Regions from separate parts of the Mus musculus genome. Here region 1 is linked to region 2. The links are chromatin contacts, called in public Micro-C maps. All regions are on one chromosome and are shown on one strand. The core of a region is the stretch at or near the end of the contact, and the rest is flanking DNA. Distances in the headings are between cores, read along the strand shown.

Region 1 (2,944 bases), core at 374-2,873, 350 kb after region 2:
CCACTTTCTAATGATAATTATGGCAGGAGAAAATAACATACTTGAATAATAAAATTACAGCGATGTGAGTAGTCAGGGGCAAAGGAAAATTAAGATTAAAATATGGCAGAACATGGAGGTACCTTTGGGAGGGCAGCACACATGGTAGCCAGCGCTTTGGAACTAGAGGCAGAAACATCAGGAGTTCGAGGCCAACTTGAGCTACAAGAGATGCTGTCTCAAAAAGATGCAAAGTTTTAAAATTTTTTAAAAATGTTTATAAAATCTACTTTAAGTCAGGAAAGTAGGAGATAGAACAAGAGTGATTCAGCCTTCATCCATCTGCCATCCGATGGTTCTCCAATGCCTTCTGGGCAGGTAGAGATGAGAACATAGGAACAGGGAAAAAGTCTCAAATGAAAGCAAAGGGCAAAGATTCTTGTAACTCACAATCCTATCTTTACTTAAATTGCAAATGTTTATAATAACAGTATTACTCAGTTGTGCTTACAGGGAGTGGTTAAAGAATAAACACATTCTACAATTATGAAGATAATTAGGATATCACGAATCCATGTGCTAAATAAAAACCAAAGTTGCTTCATAATGTGCAATGTTTTTCAGCTGCTTGTCGATTGACATGAATAATATAGGCGTCCCAAAGGAGATGGCGCAATGAACGCAGAGAAGGCTGCATCAGGTGGGGAGGCAGAATTCGTAAGGAACCTTGGTCTCCTAGGGATCATTCCACACAAATTAGCCACGTGCACTTTACGTTGGAAGCAATGAGAGACGGCAGACAATGGTACTTTACTATAGGGTTTCAGATATCCGTTTTGATCACGTTAGGGACTCTCCTACATATTGCTTAACACAGCGAAGGAGGATTGGTTGCCACTGTCCACAGACTGGAGTCTCACTGTATTTACTAATACACCTTCCCGCTTGAGTTCTCATACTTGTTATTTCTCATTGGTTTCGTCGTATCACAGCTGAAATTATATTTTGGGGAAGCTTTTATTTTATTTTATTTTTTCACTTTCTACTCTCTATCCTCTTTCTTTAAGGGTCTCCCTGTTTTAAGCACTTGACCTTGTGATTAAAAATACTGCTTTTGTAGTTGTTTAGAGTCCATTTGCTCTTTCGAACTCCAACCAGCATTTCATCCTCCACTGAGGAAGTCAGTGACCGCCTCCGGAGTTGGATGATGCAGGGGTGAGTGTTTATCTCCTGAGCCTGCAAGTATTATCGATAAATTCCAGTTTAACAATGTCAGGCTCAAAACCAAGTTCCTGGTATTCTCATTCATTTTCTCAATTCTGGCAATACTTTGGGAAATACTCATCACTGATACTGCAGACTGGAAAATTAAGGCAAATGTCTGACGGCCCCTCCAGACGCAGTTCTGGGTCAGGGAGCCAGCCCTGTCCCTTTCCCATTGCCGCGGGCTCAGCTCGGTGCAGAATGAATCTGGTTTCTGCAGGGGAAAAGGACACTCCGGGCCGGGGTGCGGCTAGCACTGTGCGGGCGTGGACAGCACTGTGTCCACGCGTTAGAATCCCGGTCCGGGTGTGGAGACTCCCGACCCACCAGCCGAGTCAGGGCACTGAGCATGCTTGGACCAGGCCACGGAGATGCTCCGCCCATTTCCGCACCACGCTATGGCCGCTCTAGGACGCTAAAGGGTTTCTGCTCTCGCTGCTTAGGGCTGGGCCGGCCTCTTTGGGCGGGGTCTGGCCTGGGTCTGTGCGATGCCTTAGACAGTCTTGGTCCTGGGATCTGGTGTGGTGCAGCAGAACACCCTGTCTTGAGATCTTGTTCCTGTACTGGCTACCCCTGCTAAGTGTTGACTTCTAAAAAATAAAATAAAATCTCAGAGAACTTGATCAGTTGTGTCCCTAAAATTCTACCTTTTGCTGCATGGGAAAAACAAAACACACACACACACACACACACACACACACACACACACACACACACACCCCTCTTATTATTTTCAACTGATTTCTTGTATGCCTTGATTTCGGGCTCAGACTCTCGCTGTAGCCGCCTTCATATAGAGAGAGATGTGAAAGCTGCACCTAACCACAGTTTCCTAAGTCGTGGGTAGGGTGTGGGATTGGGGCTTCCGTTTTACCTCTATAGAAACCCAACAGGCTTTCGAGGAGGTAAACATTAGCTCTACTGCCTGCCCAATGGCCTCCTCCGTTAATTCAGAGCTTTATAATTGCATGGCTACGGAAAAGACTGGGGGTGGGGTCAGCATTACAAACTTTAAAGACAGTGCTATTGAACCTGTAGCGTCACCACCAGAGCCTCAAGTATGGTCCAGCCACTCGTCCTCAATAAGCTAATTAAAAGAGCCAAAATAAAAGTGGAAGGCAGGGAAAAAAAAAAAAAAAAAAGATGTATTCAACATGGCCACATTGGGAAGAGGGAAAGAGATCCAGAGAGTTTACCAAGTCCACTTTTGGTCCACCTAGCTTACCAGGTCACAGCGTGACTTCCCACACAATTGAGCTGTCAGTGCTTGAGCTTCAGGCCTATCCTGTAAGGTGGTAGGACAAGTTAATGGAACTGTGTAAAATCAGGTTTCCCTTCTGGCTGGTGCCTTTCCCTTCTTCCAATATGAGATTCCTAGGGAAAAGCCTCTTCTATGCATAGGGATGGTCTATCACTTGATCAGTCAGATAGACTGAAAGACATGATTATTTCTTCAGAACACTGTCTTAGTTAGGATTTCTATTGCTGTGAAGAGACACCATGACCACAGCAACTCAACTCTTAAGAAGGAAAACATTTAACTGGAGCTGGCTTACAGTTCAGAGGTTGAGTTCATTATCGTGGTAGTAGGAAGCACGGTGGCACACAGGTAGCAAGGGATCTGGAAAAGGAGCCAAGAGTTCTACATCCGAAATCCACAGGCAGCGGCGATCCAGAGAGACACTGGGCCTGGCTTGAGCAT
Region 2 (2,884 bases), core at 79-2,578:
GCGGCGGGGGCTGCTCCGGGGCCTGGCAGCAGCCGGCATCGGGCGGCCGCGGCGGCGAGGCACCTCCTCCCGCGGGCCCTCCCCCGCCGCCGCCGCCCCCGCCGCAGCCCCCGCAGCCGCAACGGGGCTGCTTGCAGGGGGTGCAGGCGGGGACCCCGGCCCCTTTCCGCTTGCAAACCATCTCGAGGGCCGTGGCGGGCTCGGCCTGCGGCGGCGGCGCCGGCGGTGCCCGGAAGAGCTGCACGGCGGCCAGCGGTCCCAGGAAGCGCACGGGCCCCACGCCGGCCAGGAAGAGGCTCCGGCCCTGCTGCTCCCAGGCGGCGGCGGCGGCCAGCCCCAGCTCCTTGCAGCAGGACGCGGGCGACGAGGCAGCGGCGGCGGCGGCGGCGGCCGAGGACAGCAGGAAGCGGCGTGCGGCGGCGGCGCAGTCCTCGGCGGCCAGGGCCGCGTAGCGCCGCGCCAAGTGCTGCGAGGAGACGGCGGCGTAGGCCCCGTCCCGCGGCGGCGGCGGCGGTGGCGAGAGCGGCGGCTCCTCCTCTAGGCCGGCGGAGGCGGGCGCGCCGGGGCTGTGCACGATGAAGCAGAGCATGCAGGGCCCGCGGAAGAAGCAGTCCCGGCTCCGGGGCGCCGCGGGCTGCGGGGACGCCTTGGCCAGAGCCCGGCGGGGCAGTCTGAGGAGAGGGCGCCGGCGGCGACACCAGCTGCAGCAGCGAGGCCTCTTCTGGCTCGGGCGGTTACGCGGCTCCTTCGAGAGAAGGTGGCCCATATAGAAGGCCCCGAGGAGGGCGACCGGGACGGGGCGGGAGAGGGAGGCCCGAGGGGCGGGCTCCGGCGGCGGGGCAGGCCGCTGGCTGGGTCGCCCGCGCCGCGCACCCGGCACACGCGACGGCGGGGGTGGGCGTCAGCTGCGGGCCGCCCGGGTGCCCGACGCGGGCTACATGCTTTGCCCCCCGGGGAGCCGGGAGGAGGACGGGCGCGAGCTGTGGGGACGCGAGGGAGGGAAGCGAGTCTGCCGGCCAGGCCAGCCGGTTCAGTCAGTCAGCGCCGCGGCGGGGGCAGCGCGGGCCCGACTCGGACCATTTTAACTGCGGCTGGGCCGGCGGCGCGCGAGCCCGCGACACGGCCCGTCGCCGCGGGAGCGCGCCGCCCGCTCCGGGAGGGGGCGGAGCCGCCCGCGGGGGCGCGCGGGTCTCACCCAGGGGCGGGAGCGCCGCCGGGGGAGAAGCGGGGACCTCGGGGCTGCGCGCTGACGGGGCCGCGCACTCCCTCCGGCTGCACACGGAGGTGGCCTGGACGCCTCCGGGCTCACGCCCCTCTCCCGAAGCGGATGGAGACGCTTCCGAGCCAGCTGGGTGACATCCGTTTCCACGGCCGCGCTGACGTCTGGAGGTGTAAGTTCAAGAGCTGCCATTGGCCAGGCTCAGCTTGGCTCTTCCCCTTCACTTCCCACCCCACCATCGCCCTGACTCGGAAACTGAGGCCAATTGAGAACGGAAGAACCAGTTCCACCTGAGAGGCCTGAGCCCTTGGGTGATGGGTGACAGTCCAGTAAGGATCCGTTAGCTAGGTGACTACACTGATTCTACTCCTGTGTCTAGGCACCTGTTGCATACTGCTGCCTTTGCACACAATTGCGGGCTGAAAACATGTATCACGCTGAAAACAGGTATACACGCTGGAAAAAACACTCCAACATTCCAGGCTCCAAGCTCAATGTTACTGTTGTTTGACACCTTGAAATCCAGTCTGTCCACTCTGTGAATATTAGTGTGGTGCCCTTAGGACAGACTTTGGTGGCTAAGGTGGGGAACTAAAACATGCAAGTTGATCAGACTTCAGAAGTCTTAAGTTACAGTGATGACACAGGTTCTCGGATGGGGAGAGGTCAGCTTTCACAGGGGAGAAGGTAGGGAAAGTTAGTTGTCTTAGTCTCTTCTGCTGCTATAACAATGCTACATACAACAGTAAACTATGAAGAAGTTTATCTCGCTCTGGAGGCTTTGGAAAGTAGAATAACATGCAGTGTCAGCTAAGTGGCAGGGTAAAAGCGCCGGAAACTGTCTATCATTTTTTATCGGGAACCTACTCTTGTGGTAACAATTTGTTCCTGGAGGGCGGAACTCTAGTGTCCTCATCACCTCTTAAAGGACCCCCTTAGGAATGTTGCATGCATACTGTTAACAGTAGCAAATTTCAGGGTAAGTTTTGGAGGGAACTTTGAAACCATGCTAAGAGTCCAAAGCAGTGGATCAGGCAGTGGAGAGGACTTTAGAAAAAGTGTCAGTGGGGGGAGTGGCAGAAAAGAAACAAAGGCTGCGAAGAAATGAGGTGATTTGTTTCTGGCAGTTTCTACTCTTCATTAAAAGAAGCCCCACCCCTCCCTGCTGAAGAATATACTCCCTGGGTATATTCAAAAGCTACCGGGGAGAGAGTTGAGGATATCAGAATTTCAAAAACCAATGGGAAAAAGATTTGTCCAGATATTCACATATTTGTTACTCTCAAATGTGCTGTCTGAACTCCTTCACCTACGGATATCCCCCACATGCCCATGGTTCTTCTGCCTGTAATCGAGGAAAGGGTCTTCCAGGCTCTCAGAGCTCCATTCGTGAATCGTCAAGTTATGGCCATCTCGGCTTGGCTCTTTTCTAGAGCAAATGAAGCTAAAATTGTGCAGAAAGTACAGCCCTGTCAGTTTCTTGTAAGTCAAGCATTCGTCTACCCTTTGGCACATAAAGACCCACATCTTGTGTTCACCAAGAGAAATAAAGTCCTGTCTGCAAAAAGACTTGTATGGAAACGCAAATGTACTGATGAGAGCAAAACTCTCAAGGAGCCCAGATGTCTGTCAGTGGGAGAATGAGGAAGCTGGAATATTCAGTGC

What was found. A called contact is a pair of places that touch in the nucleus more often than the background predicts.
Region 1: a contact with region 2 is called in a Micro-C map of embryonic stem cells, with 3 times the contacts expected there. The contact joins the enhancer-like site here to the promoter of Fbxl17 in region 2. A contact is called at or near these places in 6 of 484 Hi-C or Micro-C datasets (LSK cells, embryonic stem cells, olfactory sensory neurons and 1 more) and 2 of 9 other capture datasets (adipose tissue and liver).

The regions. Positions count from the first base shown.
Region 1 is chr17:63,848,133-63,851,076 of GRCm38.p6, forward strand. No RefSeq gene overlaps it. Among named protein-coding and RNA genes, the nearest start is that of Fer, 14 kb to the right of the region's middle. Within about 2 kb of position 1,624, at least 303 of the 459 cell types and tissues checked have an H3K27ac peak or open chromatin away from gene starts, as enhancers often do. A contact at or near this core is called in adipose tissue, embryonic stem cells, liver and 1 more, where this site is marked.
Region 2 is chr17:63,499,252-63,502,135 of GRCm38.p6, forward strand. Fbxl17 (F-box and leucine-rich repeat protein 17) reads right to left here and starts at 1,329. Exons shown (of 9, transcript NM_015794.1): 1 at 1-1,329. The coding sequence starts at 766.